Linked DNA regions of Mus musculus: regions 1, 2, 3 and 4 are each linked to region 5. The links are chromatin contacts, called in public HiChIP or PLAC-seq and promoter capture Hi-C maps. All regions are on one chromosome and are shown on one strand. The core of a region is the stretch at or near the end of the contact, and the rest is flanking DNA. Distances in the headings are between cores, read along the strand shown.

Evidence for each region. Promoter capture Hi-C pulls out the DNA fragments that hold promoters and counts their contacts. HiChIP or PLAC-seq counts read pairs in DNA pulled down with a chosen protein or histone mark.
Region 1: a contact with region 5 is called in an H3K4me3 HiChIP or PLAC-seq map of embryonic stem cells, with 14 read pairs. The contact joins the enhancer-like site here to the promoter of Selplg in region 5. A contact is called at or near these places in 4 of 39 promoter capture datasets (the C10 cell line, hippocampal neurons, liver and 1 more) and 3 of 115 datasets of contacts at active chromatin or transcription factors (embryonic stem cells and large pre-B cells).
Region 2: a promoter capture Hi-C map of pre-B cells shows a contact between it and region 5, with 2.7 times the contacts expected there. The contact joins the enhancer-like site here to the promoter of Selplg in region 5. A contact is called at or near these places in 3 of 39 promoter capture datasets (the C10 cell line and pre-B cells), 1 of 15 datasets of contacts at CTCF or cohesin (pro-B cells), 1 of 484 Hi-C or Micro-C datasets (pro-B cells) and 3 of 115 datasets of contacts at active chromatin or transcription factors (the 230-238 cell line, large pre-B cells and pro-B cells).
Region 3: a contact with region 5 is called in a promoter capture Hi-C map of liver, with 2.5 times the contacts expected there. The contact joins the promoter of Kctd10 here to the promoter of Selplg in region 5. A contact is called at or near these places in 1 of 39 promoter capture datasets (liver), 1 of 484 Hi-C or Micro-C datasets (CD8 T cells) and 2 of 115 datasets of contacts at active chromatin or transcription factors (memory CD8 T cells and microglia).
Region 4: a promoter capture Hi-C map of the C10 cell line shows a contact between it and region 5, with 13 times the contacts expected there. The contact joins the enhancer-like site here to the promoter of Selplg in region 5. A contact is called at or near these places in 4 of 39 promoter capture datasets (the C10 cell line, embryonic stem cells and pre-B cells) and 1 of 115 datasets of contacts at active chromatin or transcription factors (the 230-238 cell line).

The regions. Positions count from the first base shown.
Region 1 is chr5:113,274,656-113,277,355 of GRCm38.p6, forward strand. Sgsm1 (small G protein signaling modulator 1) reads right to left here. Exons shown (of 25, transcript NM_172718.3): 13 at 1,379-1,517. Among named protein-coding and RNA genes, the nearest start is that of Sgsm1, 35 kb to the right of the region's middle. Within about 2 kb of position 1,391, at least 14 of the 459 cell types and tissues checked have an H3K27ac peak or open chromatin away from gene starts, as enhancers often do. A contact at or near this core is called in embryonic stem cells, where this site is marked.
Region 2 is chr5:113,150,214-113,152,913 of GRCm38.p6, forward strand. All of the region lies in intron 6 of 2900026A02Rik (RIKEN cDNA 2900026A02 gene), which reads right to left. All of the region lies in intron 2 of Gm42161 (a long non-coding RNA gene), which reads left to right. Among named protein-coding and RNA genes, the nearest start is that of Gm42161, 6.2 kb to the left of the region's middle. RefSeq lists an enhancer at 1,739-2,700. Within about 2 kb of position 1,263, at least 87 of the 459 cell types and tissues checked have an H3K27ac peak or open chromatin away from gene starts, as enhancers often do. A contact at or near this core is called in the 230-238 cell line, pre-B cells and pro-B cells, where this site is marked.
Region 3 is chr5:114,379,066-114,381,765 of GRCm38.p6, forward strand. Kctd10 (potassium channel tetramerisation domain containing 10) reads right to left here and starts at 1,440. Exons shown (of 7, transcript NM_026145.4): 1 at 1,361-1,440. The coding sequence starts at 1,363. It overlaps Ube3b (ubiquitin protein ligase E3B), which reads left to right and starts at 1,555. Exons shown (of 28, transcript NM_054093.3): 1 at 1,555-1,910.
Region 4 is chr5:113,112,955-113,115,654 of GRCm38.p6, forward strand. All of the region lies in intron 6 of 2900026A02Rik (RIKEN cDNA 2900026A02 gene), which reads right to left. Among named protein-coding and RNA genes, the nearest start is that of 4833439F03Rik, 24 kb to the right of the region's middle. Within about 2 kb of position 1,382, at least 121 of the 459 cell types and tissues checked have an H3K27ac peak or open chromatin away from gene starts, as enhancers often do. A contact at or near this core is called in the 230-238 cell line and pre-B cells, where this site is marked.
Region 5 is chr5:113,829,142-113,831,841 of GRCm38.p6, forward strand. It overlaps Selplg (selectin, platelet (p-selectin) ligand), which reads right to left and starts at 1,360. Exons shown (of 2, transcript NM_009151.3): 1 at 1,208-1,360.

The DNA.
Region 1 (2,700 bases), core at 141-2,640, 550 kb before region 5:
CTTGTATCTACCTGGAAGCATGCTCGTTTTTTCCTGCCCCTAAGCCAGCAGGATACATAGTAGTGGCTGCTGGAAGTCTTGGCCACCACCAAGGAGGGCCAGCCCAAGAACACAGCACCATAAAGGCCCTGGCCCGGCCCACAGACCGGGAGATCAGGAGGGCTGTTCCTGTTCTGAGCGTTGGGATCCAGCCAGGCTCAAAGCTGTGTTCCCTGAACCTCTCAATCATGTGAGCACATCTTTTTTTTTTTTTTTTTTTAAGATAGGGTCTTATTCATTATATAGCTCAGGCTAGCCTGGGACCCACAGCCCTCCTGCCTCAGTCTCTTGGATGCTGGGAATCACTGGCTTTCTCCATCACACACATTCATTCTCCCCCCTACCCTTCGAAACAGTTTGAAGGAGTAGCCCCTGGGTTTGGCCGCGTGAACTGCACGGTAGGCGGGGCTCAGGGCTGATGATGTTCCCTGCTCCGTGCTTGTTGGGAGTGGAAGCAAAGAACAGTGCTCAGTACTGCTGGCTACGGAGACAGATGGGCTGTGAGCTCTTATAGGGCTCAGAATAGAAGACTCCGTGTATCTATCCTGAGGCTACCCCAGGGAGACTGGATAAACCCAGGAAGCCTGAAAAGGGAGCATGGCTAAAGTCCTGGGGAGCATAGCTGAAGTCCTGGGAGTGGCGCTCCCTCTTCCTTGCCCGTAGGATATGATGCTTGCCCAAGGTGCCCTTAGAATGTCGGGCTTGCCCAAGGTGCATATAGGAAGCCATTCCTCGGGCTTGCAACTCTGCAAAGAGGTGAGCTCCTCACTGACAGAGGTATGAAAGTCGATGCTCTGAGAGCAGACACTGGGCAAAGTTCTCAGTGGTCCACAGTTACCACGTGCTATTTCCTTGTAATAGCCCTACTAAGCTAATGTTTCATGCATGAGCACACAGAATACATGGCTGTCATTAAATAATATCTCTGGCTCCTGGTGCATGCTGAACCTGTATTTCTTAGCCTCCCTGTGAGTGGGACCATTGAGTTGAAAAGCAGAAATACCATTGCATCTGATACTGTGGCCCAGCAACATCCAAGATGGACGTCTGTTAGGAAGTGGGTCCATGGCAGCTTCACGGCACACAGGACATTTGCTATAAAAAAGCCATTGTTGTTTCAGGACTGTGTGTTACTGCAGCAGAACGTTATCCTGCCGGACAGAGTGCAAGGGAACTCCAGTGACCAGGACCACATAAAGCCATGATTTAACCCTAGCTCCATTTGCTATTCACACCGCTCCAAACTCAGGACGAGGCAAAAATGAAGCAATAGACAGCCAAAGGACTTTGGTTTGTGCTTCAAGCTCCTCCCTGAAGGAGGAGCCTAAGCCCCGCCTACCTCTCATGGTTACAGCCATTGGTTGAGCCGCCGTCAGCTGAGCCGCTTTGTGAACAGGAAGAGCAGGAGGACTTCCGAGGACTGGGTTGCCATAGGGGTGGAAGGTTGTTCATAGAGACATCCATTAGGTCCTGGGGCACTGTGGTGGATGATGGGTGGAAAGGGGGCTCAGCGATAACCTTGGTTAAACCCATGTGTATTATAGAAATCTCACTCCAAAGCAAGCAGCTCTCCCAAAGCTGGCCCGGGGACAGGGAGGATCGGAGTGTGACAGTCCCAAAGTGCCCAACCACAATCTGACATCGTCCCTGAGTCCACATGATCCAGTGAAAGCCACCACCAAAATTCAGAGGCTCTGGCTGCGGGGCAGAGTGGGAAGGACAGCGGAAGAGGGAAGAAGAGGAGGCGGGAGCTCAGAGTTGAGAAGACAGACCTATCCCGAGTGCAGAGAACCTCACCTCGCCATGTCCCCATTCAGTTCTGTTCACAGGAAGGTGACATTAGGGAAGGGGGACCTATTGGACACTTCCAGAGAAAGTCTGGGGGCATGAGTGTTGAGACAAAGACCCCCACAAGAGCTTGTGTGGTCAGAAGGGAGGGCGCTCATCCCAACACACAGGAAGAGTTCCAGCGCCTGGGATCTCGGCTAGGGATGATAGCAGCACTATTCACACTTCTGAACTAGACATCGCTTTCAACTGGCTCAGGTGGGGAGCTCCTAAGCCATGTGCCTGTCTAGCACCACTGATGTCTTGCAGACAAAACCATCAAATGAACTCAGCTTGTTATAGATTCTTTCTGTGCACCGTGTAGATTCCAAGGATTGGACTCGGGCTGACAGGCACAGTAGCAGACACCTCTACTTGCTGAGCCCTCTTGCTGGCCCCAAGACCTAGCTTCCTTTTGCTGTTTTCCAGTCAAGGATTTAAAACCATGCCAAGCTCGCAGGGGCTGGATTTGGCCTCTGGGCTGGGGTTTGCTGGTCCCCACTCTAGGACATTAGACAGGTGGTCATTTTCTCGCCTGCTATGACTTCTTAGGACAACTGCTCTCTCATAGGCTCTTCTGATTCCTGAGTGGGAGGGAGACACTTGTCATCAGAGCTGAGTGGCTGACTGGGTCACCACGATCCACTAGACAGTAGCGTGCTGGCTACAGAATGAGGCTCTTGAACCTGCTGACAGTGACTGGTTCCACGCTCCCTCCTCTCACAGACTCACCAATGAGCTGGCCAGAAAACACCCTGGTTCTAAGCCTGTCGCAGGGAAGTAGAGGGCAGGCAATCATGCACCAATGAGTCACAGAACCTAATGGCTGCCTTC
Region 2 (2,700 bases), core at 13-2,512, 680 kb before region 5:
GTGTGCATGAGAGTGTATATGAGTGTCTATGTATATGTGCGAATGTGAATGTGTGCATGTGTCTATATGTAGGAGTGTGTGTATGTGTGTCTGTATGTCTGTGTATGTGTGAGTGTGTGTGCAATGTGAGTATGTATGAGTGTCTGTGTGCATGTGAGAGTATGTTTGTATGTAAGTTTATGTACGAGTGTGTGTTGTGTGTATGAGTGTGTTTGAGTGTGTCTCTGTATCTGTGTATGTGTGTGCATGTGTGTATGAGTTTGTATATATATGAATGTGAGTGTGTGTATGTGTCTGTGTGATGAGTGTAAGTGTGTGAGTGTCTGTGTGTGTCTTTCTGTATGCCTGTCTATGTCTATCTGTGTCTGTATGTGTGAATGTGAGTATGAGTGTGTGTGTGTGTGTGTGTGTGTGTGTGTGTGTGTGTATTCTGAGTGTCTGAGAATCTGTGTCTGTATGTGCATGTCTTTGTGTGTGTGTGCACACAATCATGTGAAGGCCTGAGTTGACAATCAGGTGTCTTCCTCTACACACTCTCTCTCATCTTCTGGGACAGGGTCTCTCACTGAACCTGGAGCTCACTGATTGAACATCCATCAAGCCTCGGAGTGCACCTCTCCCTGGGTCTGAGTTGGATTAGACATCCACCACTGCACCCCACATTTACAGCATCCCATCTCCACAACAGCCATCTTTTCTCTCAGACAAGGTCTTACTATGTGGCCCATGCTGCTTCTGCCTCCAATCTCTCAGTGCAATGGCAGATGCTCACCACTGCACCTTCCTCCTGTTAGAGCTTCTCATCAAGACACCAGACACCAAGCACCCGAGTCAGTAACCCGAAGCTGGCTGGCACCACAGCATCTGGTCAGACGCCACACTGGGTGACCTGGTCTCTGGGCACTGAGGCTCTGCTCCGTGACTCACAAGCTCTCTTCCCCAGTCTTCGGGTAGAGGAAGAACACTACCTAACTCTCTAAAAATGGCCTCCTCACCCCATGTGAGTCCCAGCTTGCACCCTGCCCCGCACACTGCACTGGGGAGAAGCAGGCCTATCATTATGAACAGCAAGATGGCTGCCCTGGGGTGTGGTCCTTCAGAGGGAAGGGTCTGATGAAGCCAGACATGAAGCCAGTGCTGGGGAACAGGATCCCTTGAGCACACAGAGAAAGAACCTCTTTATGCCCTTTTATGGTGGGGAACTCGACTTCAGGGCAGCTAGGTCTGTTGTGCAAGCATGGAGCCCAGCGGGCTCTGAGGAAGCCTGGGTCAGGCTTTGGGGTCAGTGGGCCTCGACACTGAGACACAGCAGCTCAATGGCTGCTGCAGGCTGGCACAGCCTGCTCTAAACTTAGAACAGCCAACAAGGCTGGGAAGAGGGGTCCCCGGGGGTGCTGCTCCTTAGCAGCATGCTTGGCAGGGTGCCACGGCCGTTCAAGGCCAGCCTGGGCAGCAGCTCCCAGCAGCCTGTGCGGTTTCCTGTCCACCTGTGTGGACCTGAACAACAGGAAAGGCGGCAGCAGGATTGCCACCCCCCACCGGCTTTTCTTCCATTCTGCAGAGACAGAGACCCCTGAGGGGCCCCGGATATCCCAGTAAGCATGAGCCACGAACCTGCCATGTGCGTAGCCCTGTGTGAGAAGTGGAGGAAACACAACAAAACAAGTCTCAGCCAGCTTCAGAAATGTATTCAGTTCAGCTACTCACTCAGTACAGTGTGCACGTAGCGAGCACCTCTGTGCACTGAGCCCAGTTCATTCACTGTAAACAAACCAACAAGACCTCTATTCTCAAAAGAAAAAAAAAAAAAAAACCCTCACTTTGTCATTGGCTCACTATTAACAAGCACATACTGTGTGCAGGAGCTTGTACTAAAAAACAGAGGAAATGAACAAGGGATCCTGATCACTCGTCAGTCGTTCATTTTCTCATTCAGGTCTATAAGCAGTTATTGAGCACTTTCTGTATACCCAGCACTTCGCCAAGCACGGTGAACAGAGTCATGGTGCAGCCGGTACTTGAACATTCACCCTGAGTCACGGGCGGGCTCCTGGATGCCCACTGTGTGATGACACAGGTCTGGGGTACAGTCACCACCTCAGCTGCATCCTTCCATGCACCAACCGCAACCAGCCTACTATGTGCATAGGAGAGAAGGCCCGTTGTGACCTTCCTTCCCCTCTGATAGGTTCACTCCACCAAAGCATCTACTATGCGCCAGGCCCTGAGAAGCTAGTGAATGAAGTTCATATCCATGGGGCCGGATGACATAGGATGCGTGCTCACTTCACCAGTCAGGCCTGAGTGCTCTGTCAGGACAGCAAGAACCTCTCAGTTATTCAAAAGCTCCGTGAGATTTGGGTGACTGTGAAGCAGGTCACACGCACCCTGATCTGGCAGGGGACACAGGGACCATGAAGGGATCTCTTGGTACCCATGATCATATCTTAAGAGATCAAGATGAGAGAATCCACCAGAACTCAGGGACAGCCAAGCTTGGGGAAAGATGTTTCCAATAGTGTGGAGGCACAGGGAAGCAGACAGCAGGCAGGCAGGTCCTTCAGCACCCACACCGTCCCAGGCTGAGTACAGGGCAGGGGAATAGCAGGCTTCATACCCACCGCCCAGATGGCTGAGGAAGTAGGTCTGTGGCTACCAGAATCCACAGAGAGCAGAAGGGATGCCAGGAGCCATCTGTGG
Region 3 (2,700 bases), core at 190-2,689, 550 kb after region 5:
CCCAGGCCAGCAAGGAGTGCTGCTGCCTGCAATTTGGGATTAAAAGGCTCTTTCAGGTGATTCCGATACAAAGGAGGATTAGACAATCTGTTTATCTAGTAGCCTTGGAGATCTGAAGGGAGCTCTTCCGGGCGGGTTGCTTAAGGGGTATTATGCAAGGAGGCTAAACTAACCTGAGGTCTCTGCTACAGGGCTACTGCGTGAAGCAAACGAAGTTAAAGGAGGCCAAAAACTAAAGCCCCACACTTTTTTCTAGGATAGTCACCCCCCCCCCCCCAGTTCTCCTGCTTTTGAGAACTTCTCCAAACAGTCTCAATGAGGATGTTGTCAATCCTGCTTACTAGGGAAGCTAGGTATTAGAATCTGGTTTCAAACGCCCTCCATTTCACAGCCCAAATCCTTAGTGACACACAGAGACTGTAAAAATACATCGGTGAGCCCAGACTATCCTGTTGTTAACTAGTTCCCAGGTTAGCCCCAGGGGACCAGTTGGTGGTCTACCGGTGCTGCTGGCCGCCTTCTACCAATGTGTGTGTCTCTTGTTTTATACCAAATAGAGCTTGACCAAAGCCAGACACAGGCCGAGTCATCTGTCTTCAGTTTGGGACTGATCTTGTGAGTGAGTGGCAGACAAAGAAGACCTGGGTTAATAGTCCACCCGCCCCCCATCCCCACCCAAGGACAAAGAACCATTCAAGGGACAGACCCTAGAGAATCTCAAGTAAACCGAAACCATCCCATAACGCAGACAGCAACAGCTGACATCCTGGGACTCCCGAGGTGTGGTCACCTAGGGCCTCAAGGGAAGTGATTAGGTAGGTATCCAGGTGCCACTTGAGGCCAGACTCTGTGGTCAGGGTACCCCGACCTCAGACATGTCTCCTTAGAATTACTGTTACCAGTCATCTCGCTCCAGACTTGTGGGTTCAGAGACGCCCCCTCCCTCTCTTGCCTGGAACCCCACCTTACTCAAGGCACAGCCTCCCAGAGGCCAGACTTTGCTCGATTCCAAGGGTACACGCTCGCCCCTCTCCACACGCCCTCGAACCCTCGTTCGTTCCCCACCCCGAGCGTCGGTCTCGATGCCTCCGCCGCCGTCTCTTTGTCCCGACGATCTCCCACGTCCCATCGCCCATCAGCACTCCAGGCTCGCCGCCCAGCGCCACCACCGCCCGCAGGACCAGCCGCCCCTTCGCAGATCCCCACCACCACCACCCCGACCACGGCTCCTTTCATTTGAAGCCCTTCCCCCGCTCCGGACCTCGCCCGCACGCGCTACTCAGCGCCCCACCGCTCCCGCTCAGCCTCGTCGCCACCCTCGCCCGCCCCGAAGCTCCCCGACGGCGGCCACCGCCCTCACCATGAAAAGTCGGAGGACGCCGGAGTCTCCAAATCCGGACTGAGAGGCAGGAAACACCCAGCTCGCTCAATGCAGGGGGCGGAGGCGGGGCCGGGGCGGGCACTTCCGGCGTCCGTCCACACCCCACTTCCGCCCCGCAGAGGGACTCTTCTTAAAGCGTTCCCCCCCACCCCCCACCCCCGTAAGCCCTAGATGGGGGGAACTCTTTTTATCAACCGTTCCCGCCTCCCCTTGGCCGAGTCAGGCGTTTAGTCCCACTTCTGGATGTTTGTTTCTCCTTTCCGTCTGCTAAAGAAGATGACAAGAGGAAAGGAGTCCTCACCTCCTCCATGGGCAAAGAAGCAGTGCGGAACTGTTGTTTCCCGGAACTGAATAATTGCTTGCTTCCCAAGAGGTGTTCGGAGCACAACACCCGGGGCAAGATGGCGGCCGGGCTTCGGCCGCTGCCCCGGGGCTGGCGGACCTCGGGGGGATCGGGCTAAGGCGGCGGTCGCTGCGGCCCGGACCCCGAGTGCGGGGCCTCGAACGGATAAAGATCTCCGGACTGCGGGTAGCGAGTGGGGACAGGATGGGCGCTTCTCTGGGCGGCGGGGCCAGGGACGGAGGGAGGCTATCTGGGGGGCCGAGTCTTGGTTTGAGTGAAGTCGGAGGAGGGACTGGCTTGCGGGCTTCGGGGATCTCCTTGTCCCCCTTCCATTGATTTCCGTGCCGAGGCGACTGGCCTTGCCAGCCAACTGATTGTGGGCGAGACGGACTTGTTCTTGTGGTTGTTGATGTCGGTGCCTGTGAGAGGCGTCGGGCCTCCGGATCACCCCAAGTGGAATTCGAGCCCAGTGCTGTCGCTCGCTGTGTGACCTTGGGTGAATCTAGTCCCATCTCTGACCCTCAGTTTCCTCCTCTGTAAATAGAGTAATTAGATTGTTTTACGGAGATTATTTTAGAATACGTTTTAGTGTGGTTCCTGACGGCTCTTGATCAAAAGCTGGAAAAACTGGATCGTATTTTGACTTAAGCCTAGCTAGCCTCACAGGGTGCCTGGCATTCTCAACTTCTCTTTGTGGTGCCTTTCTGTGTGTGTGATTCCTGAACCTTGCCTTTTTGACTTGCCGATAAGTAATTCCTTTGGGAATTCAAAGTCAGGGACGGTGGGTGAGGACACTGGCGAGTTATGTGCCCTCTGCATTTCGTTTCCCCATCTGGATAGGCTGTAGCTGTCTAAGAGCAATAGTTTGGCTTATTAATGGTTTCTTTAAGAGCTGTTGTCTTATCTTAGGCTTTTAAAATTGGGGTGTTGTAGCCTCACAGGATAGGCTTCCAAAGGGAGGCCTAGTTAAATAGAT
Region 4 (2,700 bases), core at 132-2,631, 720 kb before region 5:
GCTAGTGAGTCACGGGAGTGTGGAGAAGTATGCTGGGCACACGGGAAATACTCAGAAATGGCTGTGATAGGCAGACCAGTAGCCAGAGGAACTGGGTTTGCAAGGGGTTCCTGGTAGGAATCACAGGAGACAGAGTTGCTGGGGAGTGGGAGGGGTTTATAGGAACTGCAAAGCAGCAGCTCCGAGAAAACGACCCTCCCACTCCCCTCCACCCTACCCCCACAGCAAGCTTGTGCAATTATGAGGAAGGCAGCACCCCAGGTGACAGGACCCTCCCACCTCCCAGCAAACTGCTCTTCAAGACACCACACTCCCACTCAACAAGCAGCTAGAGGTCCCAGGCTGACAATCATCCCGGGCCAGCTGGCTCCTTGGCTCTGTGAGACCTGGCTCTGGCTGCTCCTGGGAGTAGCTATTCAGGTGAGAAGCCACACCTGTTCCTTGATGCCCCCCCCCCCCCCAGCCTGTGTACTTAGACCTGGGAGCAGGGGCGCTCCACCCTAGCCACTCCAAACCACAGCTCCTTCACAAGCTAGAAAACCACTCGCTTCCAAGGCAGACACTCTGACACACCCACACATACACATACCACACATGTGCACACACACAAACACACACATGCACACACACATACATGTACACATGCACACATACATATGCACATAGACACATGTATGCACACGTGCATACTCATACATGCACACATACACATGTACACATGAACACTTACACACATGTACTCACACATATAGTGTATATACACACATACAAGCACACACCCACATGTACACCAACACACGTGTATATACATACATGTACACACAGTACACAGTGAGTGTACATGCACTCACACATGCATTCACACACATGTGGACATACATACATGTACACACACATAAACACACACATACAAACATTGATGGGAGGAGATTATGATGTGAGCAGCTTGTAGCCTTGCAGGAGCAGCTGAGAGACCCCAGCTCCAGGCCCTGCTGCCTGCTGGTCATGTGGCTTTGAGCACTTGGCTTCACCTCTCCAGACAGTAGCAACTACTAAAATGATTGTGTATATACTATTATATTCCACACACTGCCCACAACAGGCATTCCAGTCAGTGGGGCATGACAACCTGGGTGAGGTCCCAAAGGTGTCACTCGGTGCCCCATTCAGGAACAGGACACAAGCCTCCACTGTAGGAGACAACACTGCTCTCCAGCCTGGGTTCTGAGGGCCCTGAAGCTAACCAGGGCCTTGTTTTTGGGGTGTGAATGTGGCCTATGCAGGTGATGGGGCTCCTGAAGTTCCCAGTGGGCAGTGGAGGCTTCTGTCCCTCTCATGGGGAAGCACAGGCTCCGGTCACCAGGTTTCACTTCTCCCTATTACTAATGTCCCCAGGGCCCTGTGCCTGGGCCCACGGGGATGGATGTGGTCCAATCTAGGCCCGTGCCTGTCCCCACCCTGGGCCTCCAGCACAGAGCTGGTTCTCTGAAGTTGTTTTTAACTCCTCCGCCCAGAAGAGCCGGTGGCATTTTCAAGTCTTCCTCCGGCTCCCTATTTATAGACTGTGACAGAGCATCGCGTCGGTGCACTGTTTCCATTGATAATTAGGGAGCCCACATGGGGCCCAGCCTGGGGGGGGATGAGGCCGTGGCTTCAGGGACCGAGGATCCCTAAAGGGAAGGACTCAGCCCGGCCACACGTGCACAGGAATGCCACAGCAGAGGTGCTAAGGGGGTCTCTCCTGACTGTGGGGGTCTGGCTTCCAGTGGTTGGGACACACCCCAATTCCAGCGTGGGTGTTTACATGACACTGATACTGTCAGGTCATAGGTCACACCCACACAGGGCTCTGGCAGGCCTGGCTAATCAACGGGAGACCCAGAGGAGAGAGGTTCCTAACCCCCTTGGGTGGGGACGACGATGACCACAACACAGTTGTCTTTACCAGCTTGACACAAACTATAGCCACCAGGGAAAAGGGAACCTCAATTGAGAAACCACTTCCATAAGACCCAGCTGTAAGGCATTTTCTTAATTAGTGATTGATGTGCGAAGGCCCCACTCACCATGGGTGGGGCCAGCCTATGGTGGGCGGGGCCATCCCTGGGCTGGTAGTCCTGGGTTCTATAAGAAAGCAAGCTGAGCAAGCCAGGGGAAGCAAGCCAGTAAGCAGCACCCCTCCACAGCCTCTGCACCAGCTCCTGTCTCCACGTTCCTGCCCTGTGTAAGTTCTTATCCTGACTTCCTTTGGTGATGAACAGCAACATGGAAGTGTAAGCTGAATAAACCCTTTCCTCCCCAACTTGCTTCTTGCTCATGAAGTTTTGTGGAGGAATAGAAACCCTAAGACACTCTGTAACATAAATATTGCTACAAAGTATAGCTAGGAAACCAAGATCCAGACAGGTTAATTCGCCTGCCCAAGGCCACACAGCAGCAAGCAGCAGAACTGCAGTAAACTCTACCCCAAAATGTCCGGCTGTGAAGACGAGGAGTGGACGCTGTGGGTGTCCTGGAGCGCATGCGATGGTATCTGAGCCAGGAAACACTTAGCAGGTGAGGTAAGCTGAGGCTAGCACTTCGCAGGGCCCCACCTGAGGTCATTTTATAGAGGCCAGAGCAGGCTGTGCAGGGGGTACGGGGACAGCTTCTCACAGTGCCCTGATTCCCTTCAAAATGGGCACAGCAATTCCCTAAAGC
Region 5 (2,700 bases), core at 110-2,609:
CACTTGGGAGGCAGAGGTAGGTGGATTTCTGAGTTTGAGGCTAGCCTGGTCTACATAGTGAGTTCCAGGACAGCCAGGGCTACACAGAAATCCCGTCTCGAAAAAAATTAATAATAATAATAAAATAATAGCAATGATAATGATAATACCAACTTAAAAAAACAATTTCCTATGAACAAGTACTGTTTTCTCAATCTGATTTAATTAAGAAAAAAAAAAAGGCAGGGCTGGTGAGATGACTCAGCGGTTAAGATTGCCGACTGCTCTTCCAAAGGTCCTGAGTTCAAATCCCAGCAACCACATGGTGGCTCACAACCATCTGTAACAAAATCTGATGTGCTCTTCTGGAGTGTCTGAAGACAGCTACAGTGTACTTACATATAATAAATAAATAAATAAATAAATAAATAAATAAATAAGAAAAAAGGGATTAAAGTGGAGGCTGGATGGCTCTGAGGGTCAAAGTGCTTGCTGGGGAAGCCTGCTGACCTGAGTTCAGTTCCCAGAACCCACTGTGGGAGAGAACTGACTCCCCCAAGTTATTCTCTGACCTCCACACATACTGCATAACACTCATGTGCCTGCTCATGCGCACAAGTGCCCATGCCATATGCTCATATGCAAATAATAGTTAATAAATAATAATAAATGAAAATAAAAATTTAGATCCAAGAAGGCTGGTATGGTGGTGCATATAACCTATATAACCCTATATAACCCTAGCATGAGGCCAAGGCAAGAGGCTAGCCTGGGCTACATAGAGTTCCAGGCTAGCCTATGAACAAATGGAGACCATATCTGATTTGAGAGAGAGGGAGGGAGGGAGGGAGGGAGGGAAGAGGAGGAGAGAGAGAGAGTATCCCAAAGAATGTTTCATGCCTTAACAACCTTGAGACAAACTCCACGACTCGTCCAGACTCAGTCTCAGCTCTGGCCTTGAGCTTCCCACAGTTGAGAGGAAGGGTGGGATAGTTTCAGGGCAGAGGACCCGGGCTTCTCTGAGCCTCCACACAGAGACTGCAAGGCCAGCCTGGTAAACAGGCAGTAGCTGAGCATTTTCAGCTAAGGATGGAGAAGCCCAAGTCTCCTGGGAGACCTCGGCCCAGAACGTCAGCACCACTCACAAGGGCCCAGGCACCTTGCAAAGGCGGGCTCCTTGTCCCTTGGGCCCCCAGCCACTCCCCATGGTTTTTCGAATCAGACTTACCGTGCCCAACAGAGCATGGGGCAGCTGCCTCAGGGCCCAGAAGCAAACGACTCTGCCTCAGTGACAGGGCCCCAGTCCACACTGCCAGACACTTGTGGTCCCAATCTGCCCGCCAACCCCCAACGGCAGGGTGTGGAAGAAGGAAGCGAGAATGAGGTTACTCAGGCTGGTCACGTGACGCGCCCACACCCCCTTGTTTGTGACAGCTTTGGTGACAAGTCTGATTAAAGCTGGGTGGGCAGTGTGATGGCGGTTTGTTGGGACTGATAACAATCTTGAAAGTTCAAGGAAGGTATGGGGGGTGCTTACTGTGAGGGGACCTCTACATGAGACCTCAGAGAAGAGTCACAGCCTTGTTCTATGGGCAACTGGAGAGAGGCAACCAGAGAGAACCCCTGCCATGGAGGCAAAGGCCAGACAGAAGGGAGGGAGGGTCTCAATGGAGATGGAGAATGGGAGGCAGAGGGGCAGGAACTGCAAATCACCCACCTTTTTGGAGCTTATGCATAGAGTGTTTTTTGTGTGTGTGCATGCTGGTGTGTGCACACGTGTGTGCTTGTGTGCACATGTGTGTATGTATGTGTGTATGTGCATGCATTTGTACATGTGTATGCTCATGTGTGTATGTGCATGCATTTGTACATGTGCATGCTCATGTGTGCATGTGTGTATACATGTGTATATGCACATTTGTGTACGTGTGTGCATGCATGTACACGTGTGTTTGTACATGTGCTTGTGTGTGAGTCACATGCATTCTTGTGCATACTCCCCAACCTCTCCACGTCTCCACAGCTCAGCTTGGCCTCAGGATCCTCCTTTCTCTGGGGCTACGAGGCTTTTCCTCTCACAGGGTTCTACATAACTGGGTGTAGTGGCTCTCACTTTTAATCTTAGTGGTGGGGATGCCAAAGCAGGAAGAGTACTGTGGGTCTGAGGCTAGCCTGGGCTAAAGTTACTCGCCAGGCAGTGGTGGCTCGAACCTTTAATCCCAGCACTTGGGAGGCAGAGGCAGGCAGATTTCTAAGTTTGAGGCCAGCCTGATCTCAGAGTGAGTTCCAGGACAGCCAAGGCTACACAGAGAAACCCTGTCTCAAAAAACCAAAAAACCAAACCAAACCAAACCAACAAAAAAGTAAGACCCTGTCTTAACTGCTCCATGAAAAATCCAACAGTCAAGGACTCGCCAGACAGGGAGGGTCATTCCCCAATGGATTTCTCCCTTATCTGTTCCTTTGCCCAACAGATTTCCTTTGCCTGTATCTCAGGTTGATCAGCAGCCTTGGTCTCATACAATCCCCCTTGTCCATGGGATGGTGAGGCCAGCCAGTAAACAGGCTGGTAGACCATGACCACATACCCTCCAGTAAAAGCGACACTCCAGGGTGAGCTACGGGGTCAGGCAGGAGATGAGGTGAGATAGATGAGGTAAAGACTGGAGGTCAAGCATGCACAGTGTGGATCTGGAAGTGGACAAAGGGATTAGCCTCCAG